Linked DNA regions of Zea mays: regions 1 and 3 are each linked to region 2. The links are chromatin contacts, called in public Hi-C maps. All regions are on one chromosome and are shown on one strand. The core of a region is the stretch at or near the end of the contact, and the rest is flanking DNA. Distances in the headings are between cores, read along the strand shown.

What was found. Hi-C and Micro-C count contacts between places; a contact is called where the count stands out from the background.
Region 1: a contact with region 2 is called in a Hi-C map of leaf, with 10 times the contacts expected there. The contact joins the promoter of LOC100282000 here to the promoter of LOC100501933 in region 2. A contact is called at or near these places in 8 of 25 Hi-C or Micro-C datasets (bundle sheath, ear, endosperm and 3 more).
Region 3: a Hi-C map of leaf shows a contact between it and region 2, with 4 times the contacts expected there. The contact joins the promoter of LOC100501884 here to the promoter of LOC100501933 in region 2. A contact is called at or near these places in 13 of 25 Hi-C or Micro-C datasets (bundle sheath, ear, endosperm and 4 more).

What each region holds. Positions count from the first base shown.
Region 1 is chr3:170,390,764-170,393,922 of Zm-B73-REFERENCE-NAM-5.0, reverse strand. LOC100282000 (30S ribosomal protein S31, chloroplastic-like) reads left to right here and starts at 1,507. Exons shown (of 3, transcript NM_001154915.2): 1 at 1,507-1,760; 2 at 2,978-3,042; 3 at 3,125-3,159. The coding sequence starts at 1,565. It overlaps LOC100192826 (putative RING zinc finger domain superfamily protein), which reads left to right. Exons shown (of 5, transcript NM_001138017.1): 5 at 7-564. The coding sequence ends at 217.
Region 2 is chr3:170,140,993-170,144,386 of Zm-B73-REFERENCE-NAM-5.0, reverse strand. LOC100501933 (tetratricopeptide repeat (TPR)-containing protein) reads right to left here and starts at 1,400. Exons shown (of 12, transcript NM_001196571.1): 1 at 1,135-1,400; 2 at 28-101. The coding sequence starts at 1,301.
Region 3 is chr3:170,295,304-170,298,260 of Zm-B73-REFERENCE-NAM-5.0, reverse strand. LOC100501884 reads right to left here and starts at 1,388. Exons shown (of 24, transcript NM_001196523.1): 1 at 1,136-1,388; 2 at 887-981; 3 at 614-670; 4 at 264-414; 5 at 77-147. The coding sequence starts at 1,184.

The DNA of each region.
Region 1 (3,159 bases), core at 258-2,757, 250 kb before region 2:
CTGCAGGTACACAAGGTCCCAGTCATGCCCGTTCTGCCGCGGGAGCCTGAAGAGGGTCCGGTCCAGAGACCTGTGGGTGCTCACCGGCGACGACGACGTGATCGACACGGTGACGCTGGAGAAGGAGAACGTGAAGCACTTCCTCAGCTTCATCGACAGCCTGCCCCTGATCGTCCCCGACAACATGCTGCTGGTCTACTACGACTACCTAGTCTAGCAAGGCTCCTCCCCCCACCCCCCACTCTGAAGCTCTGGAAGAGGAAGGGGGTCTGGGAAGAAGACGCGGCGTACAAGCGACAAGGGTTACCCGCAGCCGACCATCCTCTGCGGATCGAGTTGGCAAAGCGAAGCCGTTGCCGACCAACAGACGATACTCTCGTGGGCATGCCACGCCGTTGCGCTGGCTTTATTGCATGGTGGCGTTGCTCGCTGTAATGGTTGTAAATAAAGAAGGAAAATGTCTCGGGTTTTATATATAATATACTAGCTTGACATTTCTCGTCTGGCGAATTGCCGGACTGTTCAGAATGAAGAAATCAGGGGGCCTCTACTTCTCTGCTCTATATATATCGTCTTCAATTCTCGTGGCCACCTGCACCATTCATAATCGTGAGCGTTGTTGAGGATTCATCCGTTCCTCTCCTTCTAGAGGTTCCAGAAGAAAGAAGACACATGTGGTCAGGTCATGCCATCGAACCGTCTCCACTCCGTGCAAGGCACTTTGCTTGAGGCGTTCTCCCACCACTACATTTTGGCCATCGGTTTTTTATTCATGATTGGGCACTGAAACTGAAACTCTGCTCGGTTGACATGAACCTGATAGCGACCGTTCAATCTGTGCTGTACAGTAGTGCACAGGTGAGTGCCTGACAGTGACCTTGGCAACTCCTCCATTCGGTATTTCGGTTGCTGAAATGAATTGGAATCGCTCCAGCCACACGCTCCCAAATACTACTAACTCCAGCTCCAGGACCGAAAATTGCCTGCACGGGGGTGGGGGACAGCTCGGGGCCGCTCCTTGACGCTCACCCTACCCTCAGGGTTTGTTGATGCACAAGCCATGAGCTCATCCAGTCCGGAAAGCTGGCACCTTGCACGGGTGGTGCCGTGAGGCCGGCCACCATGGGTTCAAGTGTCTGCCTCCACCAGTCCACCGCCGAAATCGAGATTCGAGAAGGACCAGAACCCTAACTCAGCAGGAGAAGCACGGGCCGGAGAACGACGCTGGAGCATCTAGGGTTTTGTTTTCTGTTAGCATGAATCAAAGCTAAGCTTTGGTCATCTTAATTATATTAATTATCAAAAAAAAGAAAGAGAAAGAAAAGGATCCAAGACCTGACCAGACTCGACGACGGCCTGGCTAGGTGTGTGCACCATACTTTACAGTAATGGCCGATAAGGTTACTTCTGGCCCAGCCCACACCAGCCCTGCAGCCCATCTTAGATGTGCGCTGTGGCTCCAACTGCGAGCCCTTTTATCCCTTATCCAACCTGATCCACCACACCACCATTCCCGAGCACACTAGTCTCTCTTCCCTGCGCTTGCTCGCTCCTTCTTGCCCCCATGGCGCTGCTCGCCGTCCAGGGCATGGCCATGTCCACCGCCGCCGCGGCCCTCCCATCTCACAACCACGGCGCCGTCTCATCCTACGTCTCCACCTCCTCCTACGCGCTCGCAGCCTCCGCCGCCTTCCCCCGCGCCCGGGCTGCGTTCGCCGTCGGCGCCGTCTTGTCGGCCACCGTCACTCCAGTTCTTGACGGTAATTAAACAGCTACCTCCTCACTCCCCTTGTTTTTGTCCGATGTAGGAGTAGTTTCTTTCTAACACATGTCACGAGCAATGGCTACTGTTTTCCACGCAATAAGGGAGAAAAGGCAATGACTACTATTACACTGACACTTGGGAAATTCGTTCCAATTCAATCGGGATTTTTCTTCTTTTTATGAAATAGTCAAGGGATTTATTACTGAAATGTACTCCCCAGAAGAGATGGAGGTTGTGATGCTGTTAGTCGATCTGGGTCAACTAGACTGACCAAGGAAAGCATCCAGTTTTTAACAAACTGGTTCATGAAAATTGTGGTGGTTCCAAATATACTAGCTTTTGTCCCAGTCTATAGAAGTTGGATTCTCAGTTTCTTAAAAACCAAGAAGCTAATCCCATCTAGCTAAAGGCAGTTTATAGAAATTGAGGTGGTTCTAAAAACTATTAACCAGTTTTTTTATAAATCACTTTATAGAAACTGAAGTTAGAAACTAGATTCTTAAAAACTAGGTTGCTTCCAAACATGGCCTAAGGGTCTGTTTGGAAGCACCTAGTTTTTTTTATAGAAATTGACGTGGTTCCAAACTAATTTATAGAAATTGGATTCCTAGTTTCTTAAAAAACCAAGAAGCTAGTCTTCTCTAGCTAAAATCAATTTATAAAAATTAAGGTGATTCTAAACACCATTAACCTTTTTTTTTATAAACTAGTTTCTAGAAACTGGATTCTTAAGAGCTTAAGTTGTTCCACACGAAAAAATTACGGTATCGAGGAGCAGGAGCATATATATGAACTGAAAACTACTACTGTAGTAGATTATTAAACCTTTACCGGTTGACTGATTCACTTCACACGGTGTCAGGAGTGAGTGCCAATCAAGGAAGCTGAATCTCTTGTTTATCACTACCGCCTATAGTTTTGGTCGTCTCTGTTGCCACTGGCCTCAGCTGTTGTAAACACTTGTTTCTGGTTTATTAATACAGAGAGTCAAAGATGGATGCTTCTCATGCGTGTACTTCAAAGAAGTTTTAGTTAATCATAATTTGAAATCAATTTCTGAAATTCTAGTGTCCATAGCCTGCTTCAGGATTTTATTCTCTGATTGTACTACGAACCCAACTGGGGTGCTGTCCCTTTTGGCCTCTGTTTATATCAATACTGATGATCCTGTGGACTGACAGACAGTTTTAAACTTTATCTGGTCTTGCTCAGTCTACTGCGGGAGAGGGGACAAGAAAACGAAAAGGGGCAAAAGGTTCAACCATTCATATGGCAATGTGAGTGCTCCAGCACAATTTACATCGCATTTTTGGTTTTTTCCCCCTGTTCTGTTTTATTTAGCTGTCTGATCATGTCTAGGCGAGGCCGCGCAACAAGAAGAAGGGAACTGGGCC
Region 2 (3,394 bases), core at 151-2,650:
TGCATTGCACATCGATTATCATGCTACCTTCACATTCAACAGTGTCGGTATCCTTTGTAGTGATCACAGTTTTTGTCAAACCACCCTCTTCATTGCCACTCCTGCAAGTACATTTTTTATCAAACCACCCACCAATTTCATCGTCTTTCAATGGCCAGAGTTCCAGGATACGGTTGTGGCGGCATCGTGACAATTGAAGCGAGTGGACAAGGATATTTTTACCCGAGCATATGGGTGGTGATCTAGTCTTTGAATTGAATGTCAGAGCAAGTATAATAAAAGGCTGCAAAGGGGCTAAATGGTGAGGTAGAGGAGGGAAGAGAGAGAAGCAGGCTATAAAATTACAGCCGACTGTCCGGCTTAGATACAAGAACCAAGAAGCTTTGTGAGTAAGACAAGTGGGTCATATATTAATAGGGAGTAGCTAACTACTACACGGATGGGCTAAGAGGTAGGTTGTAAGGATCCTTATAGCCAACAGTCAGCTATATTAATAACCTTGTTCTCACCAGAGTATGCTCAGAATATTTTTAATCTAAACTGTGTGCATATCACTTAGGGCAGAGGCTGGGAGGTTGTTCCGAGGCCATGTATCATCTCGATATACTGATCTTGGGATGAAAATAAATCTTCATTTTCCAAAAAAAATAAACAATTTCATCATCTAAGGACTCAATAAAATTTGTGACCAGAGATAACCTATGACACAACAGTTAGCTTGTAAACTTGTAACGATTTGAGTATTGTTCCGGTAACCTTTTCTTAATCAAAATAGAGCACTACATGTTACCTCCTGTTCAAATAAATGACGGTTATGATTTATTAGACTACTATAAGCAAGGAGCAGCAATTATTATATGGACTATATGCACGGAATTTTCAGAACCATGTAGACAGCATATTTGTTGAATTCGTAACAATCCTCACAAAAAATTGAGTTGCTACATGAACTTCCCCCCTATGAAAAAAAGAATAACTCCATCAAGCCCTAGGGTTCCGGCTCCCACGGGCATGAGCCCATGGGTACTAACGCCCTGATTTCTAACAACCACAGTGCCGCACCCGACTGGCCAAGTGTACAAGTGGCGGGAAACCCCTCACGCTCAGATCGAAGAGTATTCTTGGTAAACTTACTTCGTGGACGAGTCAGCGGCGACCGCCGGAGCCGCAGCGGCGGCGGCGGCGGCGGCGGGGTTGGGTGCGGGGGTCGGTGGGCGGTCCTCGCCGTCGCTCTCCGCTGGTTCAAAGTTGAGGTCGGCGAGCATCACCGGCCTCGGCGGCGGCGGATGGGTCTCCGGCATCGTCTCCGTCCGGGCTCCGGTGGCGGGGGTTTCTGAGCTCCGGATGCGGGTTCAGGGGGCACTGGACTAGCCCTTGACTGGAGCAATTTTGCAAAAGCATGGACGGGGAGAGCAAAGGAACACGACAGCTCTGCGACTGCTTTCAGGCCCGGATCACATCACGCACACCAGCGGCTGCCTATTACGGTCCTCGTTTCAGCTGGGCCGTTTTGGATTAGGCCCATGAGTTTTTATACGTATGCGGGTTTTAGGTTGAAAAAAAAATTAAGGCCTGAACGATGGATATCTGCTTCACGAGATTGGAGCTCACTTTTTTTTTTCTTTGAAAGCGATGCGAAGCGTATCCGTGTTTGTAACTTGGGCCTGTGCAGTTTGTCAGTGGCATGCGGTGCTTTTGTTACAATGCAACTTGTGACTGAGCAGTAGGCCCAGTCGTGCTTTGGTTCTCTGTAATTGCTGCTAACTAGAAGTAGACAGTGGTATTAGGCAACGAATATGCACTCCCAGCTGGTGCATGCGTGTAATGGTATCTGCTCAGTATTCATCAACGCTACGCGGGAGAACATTTGATATTTCTTATCCCAGTACTCTGTTCTTTCAATCACCGGCTGAGGCATGACAGCTTACATTAGCCTAGCAACTAGCGTAGCGTCCATGGAGGCCAGGAAACGAACAGCAAGCCGAATGGAATACGCGCTCTTCAGGTTGTCCTTGGCGTTAACGTGAGCCCTTGGACAGCGAGACCTTACGCGCAGACGAGCCTGCGCTGCAGGTCGATGGATCGGAGGGACGCTGCAAAGTAGTCGTCGCCAACTGTGGCACCGCCCAACTACCCCAACCTACCCGGAGAGTCCAAAAGCAAGCGTCGCCTTCCGTGAAGCCCCGTCGGGCGTCGGCACCGAACCGAACCGTCGAAACCCCAAGCCGTCCAAGCGGGGCTCGCGCGCGCACGCGCGCACGCACGGACAAGGGAGGGACAAAGCAGGGCCAATCGACCTCGCTGCACCGCCAGCTGCCTCCCTGCTTTGTCTGCACCCCGCACCCGACCGAGCCGTGAGAATCTGATCTGAATCATCTGATCGATCGGGAGCCGGGACTTATGAAACCCCCCCCCCCCCCCCGGCGGCGCCTCCGCCCGTCGTCGACCGACGTGGCGGCTGCTCAGCTGCCGGAATCTGCTTATGAGTCAGCATTAGGCATTGCTTACTGTTCGCCTGTGCCAGGAGCGCCGAACGGCTCGCTTAAAAATACGGCACCGGAGGCCCAGCGCATGTGCTGCCCGACCTGCGCGGCGCGGCAATTAATCATCGTCGCCGGCGACTGTGAAGGTGGGCCCAGATCCAAATAGTATCTAGCCCTCGTACTATTAGCCAGATGCATTCCACGTTTCGTCTACGAGACACACGATGGCGCGCGGCTAGGGCCAGGGGCGCCTGACGTGGACGGTCTCCCCTTGATTACAGCATGCCCACATGCCGCTGTTCTACGCAGTACCTACGAACGCACGATCATTTCGGTCGTCCACAGCACTGGCGCCCCGGCCATGGTCCATGGAGATGGAGATGGATCATGCGATAAGCCCACGTTTGGAACAGATGGAACGTAGTAAGTGGGTAAATAAAAGCAGACAACATGCCATTATTTCAGGCCTACCAAACAGTAAATTAACAGGGCAATTTGGAACGAACAGTGCTCCAACTGCTGCTGCTGCTGCTAGACGAAAGATGGATGATGGCTGCAGCAGCAGTGCCCAACCGAACAGTGAGCCGTAAGCAGCCAACTGCCAGGGGGCGGGCGGGCGAGCGATTGGTTCCGCCGGCCCCGCCATTCATGCAGGCAAACCCGTGTTTTGCCACCTCCCCATGTGCTGCCGCTCCCAACCGCCGCGCTACCGTGTCTCTGTGTGCCACTGTGCCCGCGCGCAAAAAGTCTCAAAGAGAAAACCACCAGCCTCTAGGCGCTTTTCAGCGCTCTCGCCGCGTCAGCAACGGGTGCCGTCCGGCTCCGTAACAGACACGTCGCCCCTCTAATCCGCTTTTAAAGTTTAAACCAATGAGGAGGGGGAACAGGGTCTTGTTCTCGCGGGTGTTAAA
Region 3 (2,957 bases), core at 139-2,638, 150 kb before region 2:
AGTGTTAAAATGTTCCATCCATTGAAATCAACTCTAGAGCCTATGCAGGTTTATCAGCTAATTAAATTATTCTTACCTCCAGCTGTGCAGATGCTTCTTTATACTGCCGTTTTGATGCCATAACCTGAAGTTGCTCAACAGCCGAAACTGTACATAAGTATGGAGCAACATGATTTAGCTGAGGTTGATGTCCTTTGCTATATCATAACACACAGAGAGGGGGGGGGGGGGGGGGGACAGAATACAGATGGAGAGAAACTAACCAAGCATAGTAAGACGGTGAAGAGCGGTTATTGTAGTTGTTATGTGCCTCTTAGCACAATCCAACTTTTTGATGTCGCGACAGATTTCTTGAACCATAGTTTCACTTTGCTCAGCCTTTGTTTTTATTTCATGTATCTTATGCATTAATTCCTGTTAGTATGAAATATGATTAGAACTTTGTTTTTATTTCACTTGTAATGCGCTATTAAATGCTGCAACAAATTCAGAAACCAGATTGTTTTACTAATCCAGTTATCTGACCAGGCAACAGGCACGATGCTTAATCAACTGATCCAGTTGCTTCATAGTGGGAAATCTTAATAGTGCATAGCAAGTGGAAAAAAAATACCTGAACAGCATTTGTTGCAGCAGCAAGTTCTTCCTTGGCCTTGGTTCCCGAGTTGCTCTGTTAAGTAAAAGAAACTTTCCATTATCCAGTGTAGCATAACCATGATCAAAAGCATAATTTCATATTTTCATTAGGTGCAATTGCATTGACATAGCACTGATCAAAGTATGAGACGTCAGTTTGGTCAGTTCAGTTTAACTGTCCCAAAACAGAGTATACACATTACAAATAGCATCACTGAATGACACAGAACGTGGGACAACAAGGCCAAACCTGCTGTCGGACAGCAGCAAGGATGCTGGCGTCCACTCTGCGAATCTCGCTCTGTATCTTTTGCATCAGCGGCTCCACGCCCGACAACGACGCCTCTGCAGGTCACAGCAAAACCAGAAGGAAATTGGTACCCTAGGAGCTCCGAACAACACACACTGAAACGAGCGCATTGCCGCAGCACAGCATCACGAGCAAAGTCCCCGTGCCAGCGAGGAAACACCGATCCGATTCGAGCGGGAGCGCGCGTACCAGTGGGGAACATCTGGTTGATGTATTCGAGAGCGCTGGACTTGTCCATTTCTCCGGCGAGATCTCCGCCCCGCGCGCCCGCGCTCGGAGGATCTGGCGAGGTCTAGAAGGATCTGGAAGGGGAGGGTGGTGCGGAGGAGCTGATCTGGCGGCGAACGGGCGCCGGGCTTCCCCTCGCGCACGCGAGGGGAGGTGGTGGCGAGAGAGGTGGAATCGCCGGCGGGTACTACTCCCCGTCGTTGGCAGCTCGGCCGTTCAACGGGTGGGCGCGGAGTCCAATAGCCCGCTTCCTATTATGAGAGTTGTAAAAGTTGAAGTGTTCACTTGTTGTGATTACCTGCCGTTGCTTGAGCACATTGTATAGTTATTATTAGAACTTTTGCTAGTAAGGTTCCATTTATATTTGAATATAGAGTATAAAAAGATATGTGTTGTTGGTTAGGTTGATATAAACGTAAGCTCGAAGCTTACAACAAAAATGGTGGAAACTAATACTTTGTACTAGTAGAGAAGATATTTTAGTTGAAGACTCTCGTAGCAATATGATCTTCCAATTTAATAAATTGGATTTTCAATTTGGCGGTGGACCAGTGGTACAAAGTAAATAAAATCATGAATAACTTAGATTTTTTAACTGTCGCCGAGAGGAGAGCATCTCCACCTGAATTTTATTAAATCTAGCATGACAAAGCTATAACCTAACTACGACAGTTGTTATACATATGCCCCGTTTTTCGAGCAATGATCTTGCACAACTTAGTAACTAGTTCATTCATAGTGTTTTTTTATCCAAACAATGATAAGATTGCATGTTACCTAACACAACAAAAACATCAAGCATATAGAATCTCTACTATTATAAAGCATTAGTTTTTATGGTTCAACGGTTCTATCGTCGTCGCTTTTGCAAAAAAAAGTCCCTTATATTCTGTCTTAATGAACTTGTTGTCCCTCCAGATCTAGCCTAGGCCTGCGTTGTCCCCTCCCCCAACCCAACCATGTCGCCATGTGCGTGCCCAACAGTCGAGCTACAGCCTCTCGCCCATGCTTCCTCCACGGCGCCCTCTGTCTGGGTAACGATGTTGTTGTCGCACCCTCTGCCTCCCCCCGCAACTCTGACGCCCCATTCATCGCAGGAGCCTCGCCTGCGCCCCTCGCGGTGCCCTCTACCTGGGTAACACCATTCCCGCGCTCTCTGCCTCCCTCTGACGACCCGTTCATCAGAGGGACGATCGTGTTGCTTAGCGGTGCGCACCATCTGCCTCCCTCCGCGACTCTGGCATCCCATTCTTGTGCCATTTGCCTCATCCACGGCGCCCATTGCTCAGGAGCTCCGGAGACAAGGTGCTGGCAGCCCACGCCCTTTGCCTTCATCCACAGCTCTGACGACCCGTTCATCGGAGGGACGACTGTGCTACTCAGCGCCATCACGCCCTCTGCCTCCCTCCGTGGCTCCGGTGGCTCGTTCCCGTTGCCTCCCTCTGTGGCAGGCGTTGTCCGAGAGCTCCTGGACGAGGTGTTGGCGGCGAGGCATGTTGCCTGGCTCCGTTGTATGTGGTAGGACAACGATGTGACTTCAGCGCCCCGTTCACCTCATCCCCACGCAACAAACCTCTGCCCACCTTCTCGCATCGTCGGCTTTGGATAAGGACGTGCCCGACTTACCGCTCCCCTATTCGCGCGCAATGAGGACGTGACAGCCGCAACCTCATCCTCCGTGCAACAAACTCCATCCTCTGTGTGACAGCCGCGACCTCATCCTCACGCAACAAACATCCGTCCGCCTCTCAGGCCGTCGGCTTTGGATAAGGACGTGTTCGGT